Regions from separate parts of the Anser cygnoides genome. Here region 2 is linked to region 1. The links are chromatin contacts, called in public Hi-C maps. All regions are on one chromosome and are shown on one strand. The core of a region is the stretch at or near the end of the contact, and the rest is flanking DNA. Distances in the headings are between cores, read along the strand shown.

Evidence for each region. A called contact is a pair of places that touch in the nucleus more often than the background predicts.
Region 2: a contact with region 1 is called in a Hi-C map of liver, with 1.7 times the contacts expected there. The contact joins the promoter of ANKRD46 here to the enhancer-like site in region 1. A contact is called at or near these places in 3 of 7 Hi-C or Micro-C datasets (granulosa cells and liver).

The regions. Positions count from the first base shown.
Region 1 is chr2:141,482,221-141,488,021 of Taihu_goose_T2T_genome, forward strand. RNF19A (ring finger protein 19A, RBR E3 ubiquitin protein ligase) reads right to left here. Exons shown (of 11, transcript XM_066991234.1): 4 at 3,445-3,653; 5 at 1,284-1,428; 6 at 576-738. Among named protein-coding and RNA genes, the nearest start is that of RNF19A, 48 kb to the right of the region's middle. Within about 2 kb of position 2,076, at least 3 of the 3 cell types and tissues checked have open chromatin away from gene starts, as enhancers often do. A contact at or near this core is called in liver, where this site is marked.
Region 2 is chr2:141,607,660-141,613,804 of Taihu_goose_T2T_genome, forward strand. ANKRD46 (ankyrin repeat domain 46) reads right to left here and starts at 4,458. Exons shown (of 4, transcript XM_066990618.1): 1 at 4,310-4,458. SNX31 (sorting nexin 31) reads right to left here. Exons shown (of 14, transcript XM_048068730.2): 14 at 5,050-5,386. The coding sequence ends at 5,291.

The sequences.
Region 1 (5,801 bases), core at 826-3,325:
ATTCTTCTCTCAGTGTGGTGAGGCAGTGGCACAGGCTGCCCAGAGAAGCTGTGGATGCCCCATCCCTGGAGGTGCTCAAGGCCAGGCTGGATGGGGCTTTGGGCCCTTTTGAATGGGTTCTAGTGGCTGATGTCCCTGCCCATGTTGCACACGGTGGACTGGCCTGGGGCAATTTACAAGGTGCCAAATATAAATGCTGAAACGTGTGTATGCATGCACAAACTTGTACTAGTAGAACTGTATGTTAAAATACTGGTAATTATCTGTTTCTACAAAGAAGTGTTTTTCTAGTTTTGCCTTCCTTCTCTCTAAATATTGTTTAGTTCAAATGAACACAATGGAAACCAGAGATTAAAGACAGCAATTTTGAAAAAGCATACAAGAACTCCCATGGCAAAATATAGAAATCCTTCTTCAGCATTTTGTTCTACCTGTTTTTAAGATCAACTACATTCTTAAAAACACTTTCTCCTGTGCAACTGACATCAACCTTTTCTTAAGTAATTTGTGTCTTTTGTTGTTTTTTTTTTTTCAAAAAGGCTGGTGAAGACAACCAACTGAACGTAGTATTTTACCTTCCGTCCCACATACACAGGAATTCCAATAATCATAGCAGGAATAGCAATGCCAGCTATTAATGCAATTCCTACAGGAGCTCCAACGAGCGTCCCGAGTTGCCACAGTATTTTCTTCTTACGGCTCCATGGTTTCTTTCCCCAAAATGTGCAACCTGATGGGCTACGAGAAAAGTAGAAAAACTTTAAAGAAATTGCAAGTAAACTGATATAACTATACAGTACTAAATTGTTCTCTAGTTACAAAATTATTGTTCTTAGGTTCAACTAACAGACACCGAATTATTTATTATGTCTTCAGATTTGTAGGAGTGGCTTTGGAGAATATTTTGAAATGTAGAGAAGCATATTGCGGATTACCACGTGCTAATCTGTGGTTCACAGGTAACGCAATATAATCAGAGTTCTTGTGTTACTTTATGTAAACACAATTCAGCAGTATTAAGATGTCAGTAAAAACAGTGGTTATGTCCATCTAAAACACTTCATTTGTTGTACACATTGCATGCATGAAAAATATTTTATAATAAAACAATGTACTAATTTAAATACTTGCATTGAAAACTAACTTAATTCTCAGACAGATACTTCAGCTTTGATTCTCTACTCCAACAGGAAGAAAGCCAGACTTATAACACTTAGGAATCTACTTCTACATACTTTAAAAAATAAATTACCAACCATACAGATCTTTTTTCTTGGATGTACCTTAAATAGTGTAAATCTGAGATCTCTTTCATACACAGCCAGCAGAACTCACAGCCACAGACGGCACAAGTCATATGATTGCAGCTTCCATCATTCATTTTTATTATATAAGCAGCACAGCGTGGGCATGGCTTTATGTCATCAGCTGTTTAAAAACGAATATTAAGATTGCATCAGTTCTTTAGGCAAACGGATTTAATCAAAATACAGACATTTGGGAAAGCTGATTGAACCATCATCTGAAAAACGGAAAAAGTTTATTGTAAGTTTTCTTTACAAATCATGGTTTTGCAGCGACTTCTTTGATAACTATTTGTAAACCATGGACCAAGTGATACTAATCAAAACAAGGTGTATTATATCACATTCGAGTAACTGAATAGTTAATGTACACACTGTTCAAGGATTTTCTAAGCTTAATGCAATATACATACATTAGAGTCAGACATTAAGCTTTTATGTTAATACAGGACTGACAGCACACTCTCTTTAAATATAATCCTTTTTTACATTTCATGCTGTTACGAATATTTTGCTCGACTCCACTATGTTATTTCTTATCATACTTCCATCTCCCTTCTACATTTCTTTGGCATCACCACTCTCTTCTTGATTTCTCTTCACAGAAGAGAAATACTTATTGCCTAGAAAAAAAAAACTGTTGTAGAAATAAGAAAATTCCAGAGGCTCTCCTTGTTCCTAAGACAAATATTTAAAAATTGTAGTCAAGCAGCTAGCCCTATCACTAGCAAACAAGGGGGCATTGCGCAACAGTGAAATACTTGTATGCTGACACAATCACAGTTGTGATCTTTGTTCCTTTACGTCACTGGTCAGCATGTCCACTCTGAGCCAAGCTATTTATACACAGCAGCTGAAGTTAACTTGCAGCTCCTCGTGCAGAAGTTCCGGTTTCCTACCTTTGTGCTACTAGTGGGGATAAAAGGAGAAGAGGGATGCAGCTTATACCTGGTGTAAAGAATATCCAAAGAGGCGAGGAACTGGCAGAATCAACTCTAGCAAGTCCAGTGCAGTTGGACAGTGAGCAGCTGAAAGGATGCACTAACTATTCCCAGATGGGAAGAGACACAACTAAACTGAGCATGGATGTGGCAGAGCTACTGGTGTTCGAGCTAGCAGGGACTGAAAGGGGAAGGAAAGGAGATAGCATACTAATTTATTTAAAGTTTATTTTCAAATTCATTTGAACACCAGAGCAATATGCCAATTTAAGGCAAGACGGTGCGCCTCATTTAAAACAAGGCGGCACAAACAACAAATTAAAGACTCCCAAGGCTAAGGCTGGATTGGAGAATGACAGCTCTAACTACATTCAAGTTGCAAGAAGCACTTTCCCCAAAACATGTACTTTTTGTTTGCTCAGCCAGACAAAAGCTGCCAAATAGATCAGAGTGTGGTGAAACGTAAGGCCAAATCTCATCCGTAGCAAACTGGACTCTCACTCCGCAACATATTGCTCTGAAGAGTTTATCTTCCCCCCCACACCTCCCCCTCTTTTTTTTTTTTCTTTTTCTAAGTTATGAAGAAGTCAAGATTTTCAGAAGCTGGAATTGCTTTGTTTCTGATAGCCAAGAAAAATGAGCATTTTATTGAAAAACAGAAACTAGGTAACTCCCTGTGAACAGGGAGTAGCCTACTCAAAAGGAAAAAAATAACAAACATAGATGTCAAACATCAGAGCTGGCCTCAGCCTAACAGTCTCTTCTGGAAGCAGAAAATTAGTGTTGTGGGGTTTTATTTTAACAGCATTTATTAGTAGCAGTATCCTTGTGAAATTTCACCTACAGCGTAGAAAATGCATGTTCCCAGAGTGTAAGGGATAGAGCTAATGAAGTCAGCCTGTCAAACACAGAGAATGCTTTGCACCAAGCTCCTAAGAGTTTCCATTTCTCAGCTATAAAGTAAGAATTTAAAATGCTGACATGCCTCTAGGGTCAAAGTCAGGTGCTCTGGTCACAGAGTACTTGAAATATTAACATCAAAAATTTGACATCAATCCTAAAATTGCATATTTTATGTTTCTGAAACGCAAAGGAGTTAGTATCTACCAAGCTACCATTCAGTTCTTTCCTTTTCAAAGTTAACTGTGCAAACGTAGCAGAAAGATATTTTACAGGCCCAGTATCCTGATCATAAATACCTGCTGCTCCAGATTCCTGGCTGTAACTGATAGACGAAGAACGAATTGTTCTCAGGCGCAGACTTTGAGCTCTCTCCTGGCGAGCTGCATCGCAGGTCTGGTTTGGGTGCCAAATCTGCTTACAGTGATAGCAAAACTCAGTCCCGCAGCCTTCTCGTCCACATGTAAGTTTGGGACAGCTGGCGCATCCAAACGCGATCACAGCATACCTTGAAATTATCAATGGGGGTACAAGAGAAAATTTTTTTAATAAAATCAGTTTTAGTTATAGACTAAAGCTAAAAAGAGCTACCAGAAGAGGTACGAAGGCAGCAGAGATCAGGAGGTGACATCATGTGGCCAGCACAAATTCCTTACCGCCTTTTTCTTCCACGGGTCTATGGCTATGGTGTTAGACTCAGACTGCACAGGAATACTATAATCAAGGCAACACTTTGCTCTCCCCAGACTTAATGACTTCAAGCAGGACTGAAGCACACTGTATTTAAGGCTGAGAAGTTTAAAGTCACAAAACAACAACAGTTTAGAAGAGCAGGAAGAAAAAAAAGGTGTTTAAGTACCTTGGAAAAAGTTACTGCTTTCAGAAGTGTCCCAGTCACTACAGGCATGTCTAAATTCGACCATCTCTTTAATCTAGGATAATCCCTGCTGCACAATCCATGATTCTATGGTTTCTACGATCTATAGTGTGATCTGCTCCTTGAAAGGCACCTGACTTGATAGTGCCTGAAAGTTTGGTACTTTACTGGTTGTCTTCTACCATGAACGCTGCTATCTACATTAAATAGATGTTTGCTTACTCTTTGCATGTTAAAATACCAAAACAGAGGAATTATAATGTAAGGATTTGGCTTTCTAAATTGGTAGCACAATTTTTTAAAACACCCCAATTTTCAAAATAAATTTCAAACTATATATGCAGAAGTAGACAGGAGCTTGGGCTATCACTACCACCTTTACTCTGACAATACTGTAGACCAAAAAGCTCCCCAAATGTTGAGACTTACAGAACTGTTGTGCTATTTTGCGATCAAACACCACATAACCAATTCTATCCAATGATAATGTTGTTGCCACACATCACAGCTGAAACTAATTCCTCCATCAGCTTTAAATTCTGAAGTTCATATGATAAAGAACACGTGTATTACAATGAATATTAATGCTAAATATATGCATATACACACATGTATACTCATATACATATACACACGCCTTTAATTCCTACCCACTGTAATGTTTTCAATGATTTTATGCAATAGCTTTATTTTAAATAGAAAAAAAATACTATGCCCACTGCTATGAACACCTAGAACAGATGTGTAGGTTTATTCATGCAAACAGCTGCCCTGCACAGATTTCAGATCTGTAAGTACAGCAGAGCCCATGTTTGTGGCTGTTCAAACAAAAGTAGCTTTATTTTAAGCGTAAATCGTTAATTTTCAACACACCTCGCCCCATTTCTAGGAGTTGCATTAAATTCACATAAAATATTCAGTAATGATACTAAAAATATTTCCGCACAGATATTTAGCTGAAACTTAGCTATTTTAATTTCAGAGTTAATAGATCCGAAGCTCCATAAAATTAATGTGATATCATTTTATTAATGTTTTAAACCAGCACGTTGGAGGTTGCGCCTCTTTAAACGCTATGCAAAACAAACGGGAGTTTTCAACCTTTCACTTAGAGATGATGTAGCTACACAAAACTACATATGCTCGCCTGTTTTCAAACAATTTACTTTCCAAGCAAAAACTTGTTTCAGTAATTGCTGGAATCTTCGATAGGGTTGCCAAGTTAATCAGCTCAATTTGCCTCACTTGGAGCGACTGAAGAGCTAATTACTCTGCGTGTACACAAAGTGACTCTGGTCCAAACGCTTCTTCAGCACAAAGGGACACATCCACGATTCATTCATGTTATATCGAAGCATCACTCGGCAGCCTGAGCTTGAGAAGTACCAATTCATCTCTTGCCTCCCACGGCTAACAGGGGCTGGGCACATCCCTGAAAGCACTCCCTGTTGGGGACCGATGTATCGGCAGACCTCTGGAAGTAACCTTTTAGACCAGGGCAAGTGTTTGGTCAAACTGCACAAGATTACGGGTTTAATCTGCATTCATTTTACAGGGCGTGTGAATTCTCGAAGTTCTGGATAGGCTGAGAGGAGAGAAGGGACAAATAACCGAACTCAGGGTAACAGCAAGTTTAAAAAAAAACACAGGAAAAGGACAACTAATTGCAGAAACGATATATGGTGGGAGCAGAACAGGAACAAAAAACGCGCACTCTTTTGCCCAATCTACGTTTTGCTTGACAAAGATAAAAATCTAAGAACTGCAGCTCTCTTCTAA
Region 2 (6,145 bases), core at 3,208-5,707, 130 kb after region 1:
CAGATATGCAACTCTTGCTACGACTGGATACAGTTATTTCTGCTCCAAATTTTCATGTTCACACAGTAAACAAAGAAACCAGTTTATCAAAGCTAAATTGTTAACTGATATATTTACTTGTTCCAATTATTCTAAATCTCCATCAATACGATTTTTTACTATGTACTTTCTGAGATGGGGGACAGAGGTGGGGGAACTGCACACAGTTTTGAGGTGAACCACAGGTTATCACAATCACATGAAAAGATTTTCGGTTTTGTTCTTTACGTGTTTTCCAATAATAGTTACTATTTCATTTACCTTTCTTACTGCATTATCTATGGGTACATTTTTATGGAACCATTTATCATAATTACAAAATATTGCTCATTACTGAAAGCCCACGATTTCATTTGTAGAGGGCTCAGGAATCTTTTTACCCTATTTGAATCGCTTTACATACCTGCACTGAATTTCCTATGCTATGATATTGTCTACTTAGTCGGTTTTACAGCGTCCATCTGCAGTTTTTCACAGTCGACCTTATCTTTACTGCTCCTGTTATCAGCAAACACTACCACCTTGTTGCTCACTGCCTTTTCTAGGCTGTTCAGGTATATGCTAACAGTTCAGAACCCAGAATGTAATCCTGTAGAACTAAAAGTCTTCCACTGAAAAGACTTATCCTAAGTTCATAAAAAAAATCCAGCCCACCCAGCACTCTGCTTTCAACGGCAGCAACCAGAGAAGCCTCTTGGGGAGAGGCTTCTCCAAGAAGCTTTTTCTTGAGTGGCAGCTGCCACTTTGGTCATGAGTTCAGCACCATGTAAACGCAGTTCAGATTATTCTACTCAAGACATCACCTTACCTTTATGCACACTGAAGCTCATGTGTCCCCCTTCTGCCCCCTTCCTTGGTTTGGGGATTTATTTTTGCCTCTCTTTAATTTTTCAACCCAACTATTTCTGCATGTAAGAGACCCTTTTTGTGCTTTAAGTGACTACTACCCTTGAAAGTTTCTGATAAAATTTTTTTGAATGCTTCCTGAAAATCCCAGTAACATATAAAGCCCATCACCTGCATCTACAATGCTACTCAGTACTCCTTGGCGGAAGCTGACTAGCCATAAACAGATCAAACCTCTAAAAACATGTCCGCACTCAGGCAAAACCATCCCCTAACAAATGAAGACACAGCAAGGGCAGGTATACACCTCTCCCTGCACTTCTCTGGTGAAGAAGAAAGGCAAGCACTCTAGACCATCCATGGGAAAACAATAAACCAGAAGTCTTTCCTGACACCTGCAGCTGCCCTTTCTCTATCCCCACCCATTATGCCGATCTGATGCTGTAAGGTCTTGAGCACACTGGGGAATATACCATCAATGCACATTAAAAGATTTACTCCTTTATGTTATAAAATTCTAGCGATGTAGCCGTGTTAACTAGATGTGAGAAATTTGTCGAGTGGCAAAGCTGGTGTTTCTACAGCTCTGTTCCACTTAAGATTCTGGTTTTAATTATACAGCTACACTACTTTCCCAAGTGGCATTTCTGTCTTTTACTCCGTTGATAATATTTCAAATGACTAAGCCCTACAGTACACATATGGCTTCTGTGAGGTACTGCATGAGATCAGAGTAAAACTTGTTCCCCACCTACTTCGAAAACATTACCTTTAAATGGTAAAGCAAATGAAAACCAACCCGAACTTTTCAGTATTCCACATACTTAGTGAGTATCGTTGTTAAACAGTAAAGCAAACCTGAGCATTTCAGTATTTGTGATATCTGACATAGGTGCACCAACAACTGCAGTTTGGTGTAACAGGCACGTGCACCCACGGCAAGCTTGTCAGCTGGTCATCTACACTGATGGCACGCTACGGACGGTCTCCACACAAAGCTGACTGCACCAGGGATCCTGTATTTCACAAAACGTGTACAGACAAATGCCCTCTGAAATGCTTTATGTCCACATTAACTGACACATCTGGAAGCAGAGCACAAGTGAGACCATGGGGGAGATGACCAGCAACAGGCTGATGGGAAAAAAAAACAGAAAACAGCCCTCAAAATTCCAACATACCCAAATCCTTGCAACAGACCCTAGTATTTCACTCCGTGAGTAACTAGGTACCACAGCTCCTTGGCTGCAGATGAGGACTTCAGGGACACGTGTATTCAGCAATTAACCGCACCGGATTAGACACTGGAGCAGGTGGATATGGAACTTAAGGCATCACTTGGAATCCCTCTCTCTTGCTGATGAGGCAACTCTAAATGTAGGATACCAAAACCTGCTGAGAGAAAACCTATTACTAAGTGCAGATCAAAACTGATTTTTGGAGTCCCCTCTTGCAGAGGCAAACTAGTGCTCCTCGGGAAGGAAGAAAGCAGATGCAGACACCATGCTTCAGACTTTGACTCATCTCAGCTTACTCTCCAATACCATCTTCAGAACTCAAAAAGAGAGCAATTAGCCTGCGTCATTTTCTGTCACCAATTTTACTAGACAGAATGCAAACATTAGTAGAAATATTTCTTCTAAAAACCACACTTAACAGGTTCTTGTTAATAAACTATTTTACAAACAAAACAAAGATGAAAAACAGACCTAACATCTACAGAGAATACTAAGCTTAGTCCCCTCCTACAGCAAGCAAAACCAATTACTTTTACAAACCAGTCACTTTCCAGCTGAAATATTTGTTGGGTTCTTGCTCCTCCTTGATCTTTGGGAAGGATGCTCCTGAACATCAGTGCTCCAATGGCTAGAAATGTTCACGTTATTCATCTTAAAATCTACATTAAATTATTCATGTATCAACACCATTCTTAAGCTCAATCTATTCCCTTTACCGTGTTTACCTTGATGTTTCAATAGAAAGCAAAAAAGGCCTCTGTTCTGCAAAGATAAAGAGGCCAAATATTTCTTTCAATATAGACTCTTCATTTCCCCACCTGTCCTAGGCTTATCTTTACCTGTTCCACTTCACCTGTTCATATGAAAACATTTAACATTGTATGAAGCATTCTAGCATTTTGTTCACAGATAATAGTAACTTCTTTTTCCAGTTCAACACAGGTCTGCATTCGTTTTTTTTCCCCACAATCACATATTTTGAAGCTACCCAATACATATTTTGGATTTGCGATGCTTTAAAATAATATTTTTTCTGTAAATTGTGTGCTTATGAGTTTACAACTGCAAAATCTTGCCCTTTAAATTACTGCATTTTATTTTAGTATTAGACTTCTTTCATTCTGTAGTTCCTAGGATCATCCAATTTTTCCTACATAGTACTGTTACCCTCTTCTATATTGCCGGTGCCTCCCAACTCGTTCACCACTACCAAATTTAAACAGTAAGTTTTAATTGTTACATCAACATCTTTATTAAGTATTTAATAAGACTGGTCTCAAGATGGATCTTCAAATAACTACTTTTATAATCTCCTTTTATACCCAGACTCGATGGTTTTCTTCTCAATGTTACTCACCACAATCTGTCTCTAGCTACTTCCCCATCCACTTTTTAATTCTGGTGTTATCCCTATCTTTTCAGCACAATAACAATTTCCTGTGCAGCAGCTGATCAGAAACTTTACTGTCTAGAAAAAAAAAAAAAAGAGAACTACTTAATTTCCCTTAAAAACAATAATTATTTCATCGAAGACAATCTGAGGCTAGCTAGCTAACAAAAAACACTACTGGCAGATATATGTTACCTTTTGATTTCATTTATCATAGGCTCATTTAAGGTTGGAAAAGACCTCCGAGATCACCTGGCCCAACCATCCCCCTACCACCAATGTCACCCACTGAACCGTGTCCCTAAGCACCACGTCCAACCTTTCCTTGAACACCCCCAGGGACGGTGACGCCACCACCTCCCTGGACAACCCATTCCAATGCCTGACTGCTCTTTCTGAGAAGAAATGTCTCCTCATTTCCAACCTAAACCTTCCCTGGCACAACTTGAGGCCATTCCCTCTAGTCCTATCACTAGTTATCTGTGAGAAGAGGCCGACCCCCAGCTCCCCACACCCTCCTTTCAGGTACCTGCAGAGAGCAATGAGGTCTCCCCTGAGCCTCCTCTTCCCCAGACTGCACAACCCCAGCTCCCTCAGCCGCCCCTCACAGCCCCCGCGCTCCAGCCCCTCCATTCCCTTGGCATCCGCCTCCCTCCGAGGGTCCCCTCCCCACCGCCCGGCGCCCACCTCGGCGGATCCCGCCCCGGACAGACCGACGGACACCGCTCGTCCCCCGCCAGCCCGACCGACGGACGCGGCCCCTCTCCCCCCCAAGGCCCCGCCGCAGCCGCCTCACCACCTGCCTGCCGCCGGCCGCTCCTCGGCACGCAGCGGGGGCGGCGGAGGGGACGCGGGCGGCCCCTGCCGGGCGGAGGCCGCCGCCGCCGGGGTGCAGCGGGAAATGGCGGCCGTGACGGGGCGGCCGGGCTCTGCCCCGCCGGGGGGTGCCGCCAGGGGGACGGGGCCCGCCCTGAAACCAGGCTGAGAGGGGCAGGAGAGAGGAGGGACGGTGCCGGGAGTCTTCTCGTCACTGAGCTCATGGGAAGCTGAGTTCTTCACTGAGCTCCTGTCAAGAACGGGCTTAAGTTATTCAACTTTCCTAAGAACATTAAAACGGGACTTATTTTTACTTATCACGTCCCTGTTCTCTCAGCCGATGCTGCCTTTCGAAGCAAGGGCAGTAAGAAGAACGGAGTACCACAGCTCGGGCACTTCATCCTTCTCACAGCAGCCAGCAGCCTGATGGGGCTAACGCCGTGTCTGCCTTCATATCGTGCTGCCTCCTGTGCCTGCTCACACCAGCCCCATCCGTACACAACGCTTAGTTTCTGAGGCACTGTTGAATATACAAATACTTGAGGAATGATCACAGGAACCACGGGCCTGTTCCAGCAACAGGCTGCTCAGCCTTCACACGTTAATTACACCGCTGCTCACAGAAACAAACTGATACGGTTAATGCTTTTTCCTCCTCTAATACCTTAACATTTTCTAATTATTTTCTAACAACTCCCTCCCTTTCTTCCCCACAATTTCAGTCTGGAAAAAAAAGATAAACCACACAAAAAAAAAAGGCATGTATGCAAGATGTTTCCAGAGTAACAACACCCATCTAACTGTAAAGAATATTTCACTAGAGTTATAGATTCTATAGAAAAAAACCCTGCAAAGGCAAAGAATGACACTGAAGGCTTTTTTCAGTATTTTTCAAGCTTTCAGCAATGGGTTTATTATTCCCAGATATTTCATTTTGATAGGCAGTATTTAGAATAAGTTGTCACAGGTCCTCTTCTCTTATTTTCTCAAATACACAGTCCTCTTCATTTGGCCTAACCCAAAATCTTTTCCTTGATATAAAACTCGAATGGACTACCTGCAGCAAAACAAATAAACAGTTAAAAGAATGTATGCATTTCAGTAATTAGAGATAACTATGAACATAAGCTAGAAAAACTGATATGATAATATCTAGGTACAATGAATGATCTCTATGTTGGTATTTTGGAGTGAACAGAATTTTTCTGCTGGAACAGGGCACAAAACAGTTGTTTCTGCTCTTAAGGTTTATTGCAATGTGGTGCAAATTGAATTGGCAGGTCCAAATGTTCTAATATCAGTGTTATTTGGCATTAAATTGTCCCCAGGGACATTTGTGCAGGTACTTTCACTGTCTACTGCGCCTTGTAAATCAGATAGACTACTGTTATCACACATTCTTAACTTTAACCATAACATCTGCATAAGTGACACCTACACAAATTAAAAGTTTAGACAGGCAGTCTGAGTAGGTGCATCATATTCCATCCTCCTCAAAGCTGTCACTGAACTAAATTATCAATTAAGAATTCTCTACATTTCCTACCGTGAACTGTCTGAAGCTTCCTAACACCACATCACTCGGCTTTTGTAAGGTGCAAACAGGCTATCTATATCCTTACACTGCAGGTAGATGCAGTTTACTGTTGTACTGGGAGAATTTATGACACAGATTTTTTTCTTCTGCCTCTCGCAACAAGGTACCTTGATATATATGTAAAATAAATGTCCCTGAAGCACCCTGCATCTATCACAAACCATGTTGTAATGAGTTCAGAGAATTTATGAAAATTTGGATTCAGTTTCCTAATACCTT